Linked DNA regions of Drosophila melanogaster: region 2 is linked to region 1. The links are chromatin contacts, called in public Hi-C maps. All regions are on one chromosome and are shown on one strand. The core of a region is the stretch at or near the end of the contact, and the rest is flanking DNA. Distances in the headings are between cores, read along the strand shown.

The links. A called contact is a pair of places that touch in the nucleus more often than the background predicts.
Region 2: a Hi-C map of the Kc167 cell line shows a contact between it and region 1, with 2.3 times the contacts expected there. A contact is called at or near these places in 11 of 107 Hi-C or Micro-C datasets (the Clone 8 cell line, the Kc167 cell line, the ML-DmBG3-c2 cell line and 4 more) and 2 of 7 datasets of targeted methods (both in the Kc167 cell line).

Annotation. Positions count from the first base shown.
Region 1 is chr3L:12,787,298-12,794,519 of dm6, reverse strand. It overlaps CG42709, which reads right to left and starts at 4,328. Exons shown (of 8, transcript NM_140343.4): 1 at 4,138-4,328; 2 at 2,887-3,085; 3 at 520-704; 4 at 205-458; 5 at 1-139. The coding sequence starts at 2,939. It overlaps Atg1 (Autophagy-related 1), which reads left to right. Exons shown (of 12, transcript NM_140344.3): 3 at 5,892-5,979; 4 at 6,146-6,271; 5 at 6,431-6,504; 6 at 6,567-6,727; 7 at 6,787-6,923; 8 at 6,984-7,133.
Region 2 is chr3L:13,002,687-13,009,908 of dm6, reverse strand. It overlaps CG11263, which reads right to left and starts at 3,092. Exons shown (of 1, transcript NM_140361.2): 1 at 2,028-3,092. The coding sequence starts at 2,997. The coding sequence ends at 2,200. It overlaps Cul6 (Cullin 6), which reads left to right. Exons shown (of 2, transcript NM_140363.3): 2 at 50-510. The coding sequence ends at 424. It also overlaps the pseudogene CR14117.

The sequences.
Region 1 (7,222 bases), core at 3,079-5,578:
CCAGGCGCTGGGTTATGGTGTTGTTGCTCAAATCGAGTAGCGTTAGTTCCTTGGCCGCCGCAAAGGTGTCGGGATCGATTTTGGTTAGACGGTTGTTGGCCAGCCGCAGGCGCTTCAAACGCTCCGATCCCTGAAAGACCTACAATAGATAATAAGCACATTAGTTACAATTTATCTAATTAGTAGAATTAGCTGGGCACTTACATCCTTGTCTATGCTGCTGATCAGATTGTGATTCAAATTGATTTCCACCGCCCTGGACAGATTGGCAAAATCCTCCGGCCTCAGTTCGGCAATCACATTATGGCTCAGATCGATGATGGCCGCCGTTTTGGGCATGTCCAGGGGTACATGGGTCAAATGGGCATTGGCACACTGAACGAACTTGAAGTCCTCCAGGCAGAGGCAGTTGCGCGGGCAACTGGGCTCCAGGACATGGTTGCTGCGTCGTGGTATATCTGCAAAACGATATTCATTAGCCTTTTCAGTTCGGAATATATAGATTTATGTTATGCTCACTAAATATTGGTCGAAATGTGGTGGTGGTCGATGTGGAGGATGATTGTGGCATCAGTCTATTTTCTGCTGTCTCCGGCGATTCCTCGCCCGTCGCTGTTTCACTGTAGTCATCATCGCCGTAATTAAAGTCCTCGAGGGGATTTGCCTCCTCACTGCCCGCTGGAGCGGCATTTGTGTGGCTGATGCTGTAAGAGTAATCATTAAATTATTTTCCGGTCTCGACTGAATAAACCAACAATATACCAATTTGGTTTTTTCCACGACTTATAAACGAATTCACATTGCTTATGAAGAAAAACGCAGGGCAATTATATGTCAAACGAATGCGCATTTCTGATAGAGCAATTACTGTACGAATTCGTTAAGTGGTTTTACCAAATACCCAAAATTGTCAATATTTGGCTTTAGATTGTCGGTGGGTTCTAAGCGGTACGTGCTTACATCACTCACGTCTTGAAGGCGAACACACCTAGCTAATTTGTCCTGAAAACGCTCTTGACCCATATCGTTATGACCACGCCATAGCCACACAGAAACATTCGTTTTCCCCACTATCATTATACGGCTATTGTTTATGTTTGCTCCGCGAAAGAACATGAATGAATACACTCACATGTGCGAACAAGCCTACATACAAAGTATTTCTCGCTACAGTCGTGGTCACAGCAATAGCCCTTAAATGAATTAAAAGTATTCAATGATACAAGGCTTCTTAATGCAATTCATTAGATTATGCATATATTGTAAAATATATTTTGCCTTTCGTTTTTTAAGAATAAAGTAAAATCAAATAGATATACTTTCAAGCTAAAGAAAATAAAGAAAGCACACATTTCTTTTATTGTAACTCAAGCACTTTTATTGTCTGTAAAGTTGTTTATTTGTTTCTGTTAACTGACCTTACATTTTCGAAACGTACTGTAGCTACTCAGTAAAAAGCACAGATGAAACCAGTTTACTTCATGGCAAAAGAGACAACTCGACCGGTTTTAGTTTACGATTTCGTTTACTCTCACTTTTTTCAGATTTATTTTATTTTTTTGCTGTCATTTGTGACCCCTCTTCATTTTTTTTTTTGTCTGATTCTAAATCGTTCGTTATCCGTGCATTCGGCGACTTCAGTTCTAGTGGGTTGTATTTACTTTTAGAAAAAAAGGTGTAAATTGGCTAGTAGAGTAGTTCAAGTGAGTCTTTTGACTGCCATGTAGAGTTCTCTTCAATTGCGTGACTTTTGAGTGAAGTTTCAATGAATGCTGCTGAGGAGCCTTGTCAATCCTTAAAAGTGCCAAAATGAACAGAATGAACGACTTTATAGAGTCGAGTACTTGAACCGCAAGTGCTGATATGTAGCTATTAATTGGTATATAGTCCTACCGGATAATAAAGATATATTTATCGAACGTTACGAATTGCCTTCAAGCTTCAGCTGCTCGCCGAAGTTAATGGGTATTACGAAAGATCTCTAAACTGTTACTAAGCATGACGACCTAGTCGACGTAATTCCCTTGACTACTTGAATGAAGTGACTAAAATTGGAAGCGTCGCACTTAAAAGCACTCTACTTTGACATTTGATTTCGAGTGGCTGAAAAGGTTTAAAAAGGCCCAAAAATCAATAGAGAAATGGGCTTATGTGCACTGGGAAAATTATACTAGTACTAACATGCAAAGAACGATTAAAGAATTTTATCTTAGGTTTTAAAACTCAGAAGTATTTAAAAAGATTTTTTTTAGGGCAAGAATATAGAATATTTATACATAATCGATAATGTCTAAACCTCGTTTCAGTTGTAAATTAAAAGAAAAATCTGAAAATCGAGACAGTTATAAATTTCTATGTCATTTGCAATATTGCTTGAGATATTGGTTGAGAAATTCAAAACGCTGAGCAAACAATTTGATAAGCAATAACGGTATAAATTATCGGACAACCGGGGAATTGTTATTATTTTTATCAGAACCAGATTATGCGATATGATTAAGTAGAGTGTAAATTCGTGCACCTTATATATATATTAAAGGCGGCAATTAAGAGCGGTTGCCGTGGACTATCAATAAAATGTTGCTGTTTTTTTTTTATAACCCCATGCGTGAGTATTCCATTTGGCATTGATATCTCAGTTGTGGGCGGGTCAAAGTCCCGTTACCCTGGTTCACCTGTCGTTATTTCGTTTTTAGTGAATTAATCACTGCGAATGTTGCTAAACGGAAACTTTGCCCCGTGTCTTCCCTGTTTTTCGTTTTTAGGAAAGGGTCTACTGATTTCTATAAATAAATGGATTACTTATTTTCCAGCCCCATAAGAATAACAAATGTGATTTCTCCACATATCGAGATCTGTAAATATTTATTACAACTTGATTTTTACCTCACGCTTAGCAAAAATATCAGCAGTAATCCAAACTTGTAGTACACGTGCATTATTATGAATTATTTGTTTACTGATATTTGTTTAGCTTTGTTTTCACTGCGTCTTCAAGGCGTCGTGTTGTTTGTATTTGTGTTTATCTCAGGGTTTTCATAGCATTTTCGTCGTTTTTGCCAAACTTGATGTGAAAATTTTCAAGCTGAAAATAGATTTTATTAGGTGTTAGGGGCCTATTTTTGCACCGCTATTCTCGTTTCACTTTGCACTTTTAATATTCATCTGTTTTGCTTTGAAATTACAGCTTCAAAGTTGATTAATGTCCATTTACATTTGCCGGCTTACTTTTGGCAAAAGTAAAATAATTATTTTTCACTCCGCTCGCACAAACTTTTCCACTCGCTGCCGATTCTCGAATGAGCAAAAATTCGCCAACAATTCCCATTCCGTTCGACTGACTGAACAGGTGTGTGTGTGAGAGCTTCGAAGAGCGGCAAATATTATCTCTTTTTCTTTACTCTCACTCTCTCTTCCAAACTCTCTCATGTTAAGTTTAATGTTTAGCCGTGGTTATCTTATCAGTTTTTAATATTTAATTGCTTTGTCTCATACCCTCGCGATTTCTGCTTAGCTTTTAACCAACTTCTGACTTACTAATCGATTATTATCAATAGTAACAATTATGGAATTCATGTTTTCAATGAAAACAGAAAGAGCAAACTCACACTTTAAGCACCGTAAATAAAGGCTAATCGGTTTGGGTAATCCTATCTTAATTAATAAGCATTACATCACATTAGAAATTAAAATTTCAATTGCCATATTTTCAACATAATAACTTAAGCAGCAGATTTGGAAGTACAAAGAAATCTTTAGGACGGCTTGTAATATTAATAAAATTAATTACACACTTGTCTGATTAGAATTAACGCCGATCGTAATGAACTTTGCTTTGGACTTGACTTATAAGTCGGTCGGCCCGCCTTTTGATATGAAAAAAGGGAAGCTTTCACAGTTTATTTACATAATTTGCTGGAAAAATGTGAAACACTTGGCTGGCTGAATCATAGCGATTAAATTGGACGTGATTTGAGTGAAAAGTTTGTTTGAATATTTGTTTCACCGAGTGCTAAGTTAAACTCTTGTTTTAATCCCGTTTCTAGGTCTTTGTGTTGTGATTGCGATGAACAATGTATAGCAGCAGCGTTCTTTTTATCGCCTAGAATATGTTGACCTTTAGTCCACTGCGCTTACTTCGAATGACACGCGTCGTCGTTTTTCTCGATAATATATGTACTAAATTGGGTATTACACTAGAGAGTTTTCTCATCGAATTCTACTGAATGGAGGAGTATCGCGTTTAAATTATACTTAATGATTTGCTAACTTGGCTTTTTGTTGTCGCGCGATAACGTGCGACTCATGCCACCGTCGATTTGAGAATGAGCTGCGAACGGAACCGCAGAAGTTGCGAGCTTAAAAATTGAGTAAGTTGAAATAGAGCGGCTGAAGAGAGTCTTCTCTTAGCTTTCGAATCGCTCTCTTCACACTTGATTCTTCAAAATAATATTTAAAAAAGAAAGAAAAAACAGAGAAGCCCATTAATTACGCAAGTGCATTTTTCAATAAATCGCTGACTCATGGGCACTTGTTGCCGGGAAATGGCATTGCATATAATTTAGAAATTGTTAAAAAGCCCCAGAGGAAGAAAAACCCTCTTCGTTGCGAGTATTCCACCATTTCCTTCAAACTTTTACTTTTATGTTTATGTTTATGTACTTTACATGTCAATGACTTTTTGTTTAATGTTCTTCGCTCTTCGCTTCTCTTCGGCGATTTTAGCGATTTCACAAAAAGCGAGTGCAGTGAAATCTTTTGTCATTTCAAATTGGCTGTTTAATTGCCTAATGTTGCTTTGTTTGCTCATTAAACTGTAAGTGGTCCATATATTTTCTCATGAAAAACAAAAAATCCATAAAAGCGGATAAAAATGTTCGCCGCGCACATTACTTTTGTTGGTTTTTGGTGGTTGTGTTCGTGTGGAATTCTATAGTCATGTCTTCGATTGGCGGCCTCAAGGTCAAAAATCGCAAATCCTTTTAGGCAACTTGCTCAGGCCAAAAATATAACGGCATTTTGGAGAGACAGGGGTTCGTTCTCTTCATTTACATTTTAGCGAGGGCTGCTTACAAAGTTCTCCCATATCGGGATATTCTATTTTCATTTTCAAGTTTTTCAAAAACTTCTTCATGATAACTGATATTCCTTTTTGCTGTTTTCGAATGCTTAGAGGTTTATATTTTATTTGAACATTTTGTTGCCTTTTGTTTAGCATTCACTATCATATACTTTATCAATGGCTTATTATTATAATATTATATTATATTATATATTAAAAGAGAAAATTATTAATTATTCTCAAATGAGTATGGAAAAATCACTGCAGTGAACGGGCATTTTTAAAAAACCTAACTGGTGCTTTACTTCAAAGATTAAAGATTACATGGAAGTGTATTTAAAATTCCAAGTGTAAATTCCCCTAGCATATTCAATATTCTATAGCTTATTTTTACCCCAACTCTTTCTCCGCATCTGCTGACATAAACCGGAACAGAACCTTTGTTGGGCAAACGACAAAAGAAAAGCAGCTGGCTGTCTGGGCTGATCCATAAACATATTTCCCTAATTCCAGTTCTTGATTCAGAAAATTGCCATAAATCATATTCGCTTTGACCTTGCCGTTTTCTATGATTGACTGGGATTTGCACAAAAGTCGAGCGAGCAGCTGGAAGCTAAAAGATGGAAAGACCGACTGAATCAAATCTCGGGACTCTTTCATTTTCGCACTGATTGGACTTAATTCGTTTGCATGGGTTGCATTCTGCTTTTGAGGTCTTTTGGGGTCCCAGAAGATTTATATGCGCGCTGAACTCTTGACTCGTGGGGGTCTCTCTTAATTTAATTTCCCAATCAGCTCCACTCACGCTCTTCATCCTTTCTCTTTACAGTATTGCAATGGCGGCGACTTGGCGGATTATCTGAGTGTCAAGGGGACGCTCAGCGAGGATACCGTTAGACTCTTCCTCGTGCAACTAGGTGAGATTCGAAAATCCTATATAAGGGGTAGCCCTAACTAATAATTGTCAAAGATCAATATAAATTGTAACATTAATATTACTTTAGAACAACGAAATGTATTATAATTAAATATCAGAAGATCGGAAGTTAAAGTATACCATTATTTCCATTTCCCCAATTCTAGCTGGTGCTATGAAAGCACTTTATACCAAAGGAATTGTGCATCGTGATCTCAAGCCACAAAACATTTTGCTATCGCACAATTATGGCAAAACATTGCCAGCTCCATCGAAAATAACCCTGAAAATTGGTAAGTTTTGTAATCTTGTAAAATCTAAAAAACAAAATCTGTTAACTCTTTTGAAAGTTGTTACTTAAAAAAGTGGTTATTACTACGAAATCTTCATGTAGTCAAATACTTTCCCTGCTACTTGTTACTTATACTGCCTGCAACTTTTCTGTATTACAGCGGATTTTGGGTTTGCGCGATTCCTGAACGAGGGCGCCATGGCAGCCACTCTGTGCGGCTCTCCCATGTATATGGTAATTAAAAACTACCAAAATTCGAAATATAAAGTATATTATGGTATATTTAATTTCCAAAGGCGCCCGAGGTGATCATGTCGCTGCAGTACGACTCCAAGGCGGATCTCTGGTCGCTGGGAACGATTGTCTACCAGTGTTTGACTGGCAAGGCGCCATTCTATGCACAAACGCCCAACGAACTGAAGTCCTACTACGAGCAGAATGCTAACCTGGCACCAAAGTAAGATACCTTATAATTACAAAAACCGAAGAAGGATATTTAACGCTCTTATTTCGAAGAATTCCAAGTGGCGTGTCACCGGATCTGAGGGATCTGCTGCTGTGCCTGCTGCGCCGCAACTCCAAGGATCGCATCTCGTACGAGAGCTTCTTTGTTCACCGCTTCCTTCAGGGCAAGAAGGCGGCCGTGTCGCCAGGTGAGCCTAGTCAAGCAGCCAACCTGCGACGACGAGTCTCTAAGAGTGGTGTTCTTCCAGTTGACATGCCACCGCTTGGCGGAACACCACCTGCCAAGGCCAAGAGCCCCTTGCAGCAGCAGCTGGAGCAGGAACTGAAGCTGGTCAAGCTGGCCGAGCAACAGCAGAAGGAGCGCGAGGAGCAGGAGGCCCAGGAGGACGAGAACACGGGTAGGTGTTTCAAGCAGGGTCCCCAATCTGGTATTTCTGAGCACAAACATTTGCCAATTAAAAGCTTTCTGAAAATCTCAAACCGACAT
Region 2 (7,222 bases), core at 1,843-4,342, 220 kb before region 1:
CATTACTCTTGACTTACCTATAAAATTATTTTTTTTTCTTTTCTTTTAGGCATTAAAACAGATTAAGTTTCTGGTTTATATCGAAGTAAATAAAGTAAATTATATAGAAATAAACATGGACTTTACAAACCGGAAACGCCGACTCTTCTGCAATGAGCCCCTGCCCAGAAAAATGAGAAAGATTGAAGAGAAAAGCGAAATTGAATTGAAAATACGGCGAGACAAGCAAGTGGATGCTGCAATAGTGCGCATTATGAAAGGTCAAAAGCAACTGGAATATTCGGAATTAATTTCACTCGTTTATGAGGAGCTTAAAGATCGGGTAAAGCCACAAGTGAGTTTTATCAAGAAAAGACTTGACTACCTGGTGGAGCGTGAATATTTGGAACGTGATAATTATTATAATATTTACAGATATTTGTAGTATAGAAAATGAAGGTATACGATTTTAATAATTTGAAAAATATTTTGTATAATTAACAAAACGAAGCAAATAAACAATAACAATATATATATATAACGTTTATATTGCTAACGTTACAGCTTAGTTATTTTAATTAAATTACTAAAATAAATTTGAGAATACCCCTTGATAAAATCTTGCAAGTGATTGTATAGAACTAAATAGCTAAAGGCTACATCCTCGTTTAATTTGACGCATATCCGTTCTGAGCCATCAGTCTCGAAATCTGGGGTTATTAATTCGCTTGTATAAAGGCGCTCAGCATGGTGATCCCTCAGGTGCTTCTCCAGGTGCGATTCGTTTGAGAAGGCAATGGGGCAATAGAGGCACAGGCGTTGTTGATGCACACGCATTTCGTTGAGCTTCAGCATCCCAGCTCTCCGTCGAGATATCTTCCACCTTGGAGTGGGTGAGTAGTTTAACTCGAAGTTGGGCTTGGTCCTGGAGTCTGTGGGTTTCGCTAAATCCAGTTCCGCTATGCTCTCGCCCTTTTGCCGTCTGACGTGGCTTCTATGGAGGTTAAGAGGAATGTTAAAACCAATCCTAAGTCACCTAGTCCTTAACTTACTCACTTTAAGCAATGACTTGTAACGAAACTTTCGAGGGAAGATTTTGCAGCTGAATCGATCGCAATTGATGTCCCAGCATGCGTGAGATGAAAAGTTGTCGATGGGAAAAGCCTCCAAGCACGTAGAACACATTTTTGGCTGGCCAGCCAATTGATAGCTTATCTCTTCCTCGTCTCTTTGATTGTGCTCTTCCTCATTTGGATCCTCCAGGGCGAACTCCTCCTTAACCAGATCATTAACATCTAACATAATTACTGCAAGATGGAAGCGTTAGAAATGTAAACGTTTTTTTCCTGTTTTTAAGCTCACCCTCTTATAAGCCAGTCTGGGAATAAGATAAATCTGTGGGATTTTCCGTTTTTATGAAATTTTGACATCTATCCTTAATATGTTCTGTATTCTTTATCATTTGTTCATTTGTATCTTCAGGGTCCGGTTCATATTTGATGGTGTTTTGACAGTGACTTTGTTTTTCTGAATTTTCTTCTAATATTTGTGCTCCTCCAGATTTTCTTAAAAACTTTATTTATTTATTAATATTCAAATTATTTATTATTTAGGTTTTTTGGACAGCTGATCAGTCATTGCTTTTAAGGTGACCAGTTTTTTGACTATCGATCTTCATTGATCGGGCCTCTATCGTTTCGATATCGATATAATTTAAGGGAACAATAAATCATTATTGGGTCATTATATTTTTGTAATGTAATGTAATTGGATAATAAAAAATAAAATATAGTTCCGTTGTGTTTGATCTTTTTTGTATTACATGGGACTTCTTTTAATAAATGTTTCATTTGGGTCTTAAATTAGCTAAAATGTAAAACTGTAAGGGTATGTAAGCAACGGTTTTCTTTTTAGGTATCTTACCTACTTCTTATAAGATATTTATGTATAAAAGAATATTCTTATAAATATATAGAGTCGATGAAGTGGCCGAATGATTACACTTTAGATATTGTATTCTTTTAGTTTCATAAAAAAACGTGATTTTTGAGAACTTTTAAGAAAAAAAATTTTCATTTAATAAGAGAGCATATCATGCAAGTCCCTTGACCTATCATGCTTGACCTCATATATGCATATATGAGACACATATCAGCAGAAGCTATTACATTACATTCCTGCCAAACTAATCCCTTACCTTGCGACCCATTTGGTGCTCTCCTAGATCTGCTCGAGTTCCTTGTCGGCCTTTTTGCAGAATGAATCTAAGAGTTGGAACCCGAAGCTACTGGCAGGTGCCATGTTTATGGCGACGTCGCAGGACCGTAAGCCGTAGTAGCTGTGGCTGAACTCTAAGGATATGCGATAAACCTCGGCGCAAAAGATGTGACTATAATTCAAATGATCGTGCATTATGTGTTGAAGCTGGACCAACTTGGCCAAGTATCTCATTTGACTGTGGGTCAGTGGACGAGCAGTGAAGTTACGCTGCGACTCACAGCCTCCAGTCACCTTCTCCATGGGTAGTCCGAAGACGAGAGATATAGCCTCTGGCAAGGTGTACGGAATTCTTGTGTTGCTGCTCAGGCATACAGCCACAAAGGTATCAAATATTCCTCCCAACGAGATGCGTTGCCTATGCAACAGATGATCGGCGATCCGGTGGCTGTAGTGGATTACCTTGCGCGGCTGATCCGCCTCCAGAATCTTGGCCAGTTCCAGAAATATCAAGCCAAGGGCCTTGATGTCGAAAATGTACGTTCCATTGCACGTGGCTACCACCAAAATAGACGTGGGGTGATGTCGTCCGTAAAAACTGGGCTCCACCAGCAGCGATATGATCTTCTGATCCTTTATGTCCTTTAGTGCACTGTGGTATGTGGTATCCACCTGGTATATCAAAACAATTCGATCTAGTTGCTTCTCCAGGATTTCCAGTTCTCGTTTTCCGAAAGGGTAACGAATGTTTTCCGGGAGACTGTCCAGAGCAAAGCTCTCGTTTCCATCGCTCTTGTTCATTGTAATTTATGCTAATTTGCCTTAAGTTACTTTAAATACCAATTTTAATAGAAACTAACCTTTTCGGATAATAAAAGCTTTGAAAAGAACAACGACAGCAAATTTATCGATATCAAGAATTACATTGGAATCGAGATGGTATAAGGACAACAATTATCAGAACTATCGATTACCTTCCGACTTAGTTGATACACATTCCTCGGTTGGCTTACACACTCACCTCATTTAGCCAGGTCACACACCACACTGAAAAAATTAAATAAAAATCAATAGAGAATGCTATAGTCGACTTCCCCGACTATCTATCAGATACCCTTTACTCAGCCAGTAGAACGAAAGCGAAATTTCATAATTTTTTTGGGATATCGATAGATATTGAAGAATAAAATGAGGAAAAATTAAAAAATTGTGGGCGTGGCATTTCAAAGTGTGGCAGTCGTAATGTTTGAACTTTAGCATTAATTTGAGGTGTCTGTTTAGAAAGCACTTGTATTACTTTCTATTAACTATTAATAAGAAATACATTTTTTAATTACTACTTCCGGAAAAATGTCAAAATGCTTATGTGTGCTATTACTTGCTAACATTTATAGTCTTAAGACGCCCATTACTTAACCAAGTTTAAAGGAGCTTTGCCTTACAGCTCACCTATAATTAAGGGCATAGATAATGGAACTGGATTGGTTGCCAGGATATTGAATCGCTTATGATTTGACCACAAGTTAATCACCGACGATGCCCGAAGATTTGTAGCAATCCGATCGATTTGCTAACGGCCAGCTCACGGCAGGGGCCAGTCTAAAGTGGTCATCACCGCAAAATGGAACAAATAAGTGCTTCTTCGCAAATCCGCACCTTTCGCTCCGGCTAATAATAAAACCCGAAGCGATTGCACTGCAAAAGGTTAATTGGTTTGTAAGCGCATTGGATGGAAAACGACGAAAATAAAAAAGTGAAAGAAGATGGCAAAGGAGGTTTGCACACAATACTGGCCGTAATTCCAGGCAGCTGACTCAATCTAATTGGCGCACGCGGCGCATACTTAATGCGCTTAGATGCGGGCCCAGTGCTCCGCTTTCAACATTGCCATTTATATTGCCATTGGCACTGCAGGAGCCGCTTTGGTCCTTGTAATTAAATCGCGGCCCAGGCAACTGCAACATCACCGAATTGAGCCGTTCAAAGAGCAAATCAGGTTTAATTTTAATGCCCTGCTAAGTAAATTGAGTGTACCAAATATATCGCATTTGCTTATCTTCTTTGGGCTGTTGGATCTGCAAATAAATGTAATTGCTGACATATATGTAGTTAATATATACATAAATTTGGTGATATAAAATAAAATAATACATAAAGTAAATATTTAACTAAAAATGTATACAATACTGTCTTATTTTAAGATATGAATTACTTAGGTATATTTTAAATAATAAATAATTAATAATAAATAAATAAAAAAAAAGTTGATATTTTCTAAAACACGGCACATTACTATAAAGTAAACATTATTATTCCTGAATGTCCAAATCAAAGCAAATAAAGCTTACCTAATTACAAAACTATTGTCGAACAAAAAAAATCTAAGAGGCAAGAGACAAGTTCCCTATTATAATTAATATCATAAACAGCATTTTTCCATTGAATAATGAGGCAAATAACCAGGACTTTGCTTCAAAGCTCCCTTTTTGTTTAGTTTGCGTTTTGTTTCCGCTTTGCGCGTTGTCAATTATTGTTGCATACTTTGTGGCGAACAATGCAAAATGGTTAATGAGAGTGGTGGTGGTGGTGGCCCTCGGGTTTTACGGGCATTTGCGGGGTCTTTGGTTGGTGTTACAGGCTAACAAGAAAATCCCTCTATGCCAACACGCGTACACCGTAATTAAGAGACACTCCACTCCATTCCGTTCATCGGGGACGAGGCCGTTGGCCCTGGGCCGATGGGGAAACAATGGATGAACACACGCCGGGCCCGGCTTTTCCCCTTGACAAACCCCGATGCTGACCCAATTAGTGGAAGCCGGTCGGCATCCTTCCTCCGAATCTTCGATATACACGCTTTCGGATCTTTCTAGTTGCCAGGCCTGTGGGTTGCCACGTTAATTAAATTATCACGTGTCAATTAATGTAGCCAGGCCGAGCGAAACGCATCTGGAAAAACCATTCACTTTGACGTTCGGCAGCGTAACCGGTACTGGTACCGGAATACGGTGCGTATGAGCGATCCCTGCGAACAATTAGTTGACGCAATTTCTCATATGCTAACACCTCTCGTTGTCGCCGCAATGCAAGCGAAGCCCCGGCGATATAAGTTGTAGCTCAAAAATCCTTTTGATGATGTCCTGTCAAAGCGGTTCTCAGCTTTTATAACCAGTTTTTGGATGGTAAAAAAGGAGGATTTTTAACAAGCGCTTCGCGTATTTTTTCCCTGTCACCTGCAGTACCCTGAACAACATTTAAAAAATGTTAAATACAACAGTATACCATTAAATTTGAATATGTATATGAAATAACTTTTCGGCTAGTTTTGTTTAAACTTTAATATATTTCACATTTTTCGAAGTTTAAAGGTTTGTAGTGAAGCGATTATAATTTCTATGTCATTCAATCGTTTAATTAATTTTGACCCTAAGCTGGAAAAATAAAGTCTTGAATTGTGAAAATGCTCTGGGCCGAAAACGAATCAATTAGCGTTGGCAAACTAAAACTACAACAACAACATTGGACGGTCTTCAGGTAAAATCTGAAATGACCGCGAGGAATTATTTTTGATGGATAAACTATACAAAAAAACTGAAAACAAAAGAACCTAAAATGTTATAAAATATAAATAATCTTTTAACGGTTCAGCTTACAAAAACAGCAAAGAAATACGATTTATGCAATCGTTTTGCCACAATCGATTTGCCATTCCATGGAAAATGCTATTTATTTAATATGCAGCCAAACAAAATCGCTGCCAAAAGCATATTTCACACCTAACAAGCTTACAAGCTATGTAGTATTATTGCTGTTGCCGGAAAGGCCGCAAAACCGCAAAATTTGTGTTACATTTGCAGGCCGCTGTGTCAGCGAATTGTAATACCCCTTTGCCACTCGCACATGTAGCTATTATTTCTTTCCCAATTTTTTTTTTTTTTGTATTTGGCAGCACTTCGTTGGAGGTCCTGTGTGGCGGTTGGATTTTTTTCCCGCTTAATGGCATACTTCTGGGCACGGCGCCAACCACCTGTGAGGAGGAAAAGGCAAGGGGCGGTGCGGTGCAATGGGTCTCAGGTGCGAAGTATCAGCGAGGCGTTATTATCGCCATTGCAGTTGTCCATAATGGTTTCGGCCATAAGCTCGGCTTGACGCCCCGCAGGACAATTGTCCTCGCTTGCCGGCGGCATAAACATTAACACGCATTTTTATCGCCCCGGCCCCCAATCCCATTCCTCGGCGAATTCCGTCTGCAATGGCATTTGAATGCCCTTGTGGGGCAGCCACTGCCATTAAAAAACCGATTTCCTTCATATTGCCATAATAGGGCTGGGAAAATTTCGATAATCTGCGTCAAAATCTGTTTATTGGTTTGTTTGGTTAGTTACATACAAAAGAAATAATAATTCAAATGCGGTAGCAAACATTAGTTTAATAAGTCTTATAATAAGATTTAAATTAGAGATTATTTTACAAAATAATAATCATTGGGGGTATTTATGTTTCTGGTGTTTATATAAATATGTTTGTCAAGTATTTTGATGTACATCTATTAAAAAATCGATATTATATCTAATTTATTTATAAAGAAATGTAATAAACAGGAATAAATGTAAAAGAATTTCGAGTAGGTACTTATTATTTAGAAATGAGCACTTTATCTGATCAGCGAAGCTTTGATATTCCAGTGATTTCAGCCCTTTCATGGTAAGGAATTCTTCCCGGAGAGAGTCCTTTACATTTATAGTGCCCTCAATTTGCATTGTTTGCGTGTGCTTGGTCATATCCTACATCTTTTATCCCTTTTTTAGACGGCATCGTGGGCATGTGCGGATGTAATTATGCGCAATATAAATGCTTAGTGGGGGAAATTATGATGCAATAACTTTTCACCCCACACGCAGCCACTTATATACATTGAAAATGCCAATCGAATGCCATCAAACACAAGCACACCCACACTCGCACACAACAGCAACGCAAATATAAACATGAGTGCGTGTGTGTGTGTGTGGGTGTGTACATCCTT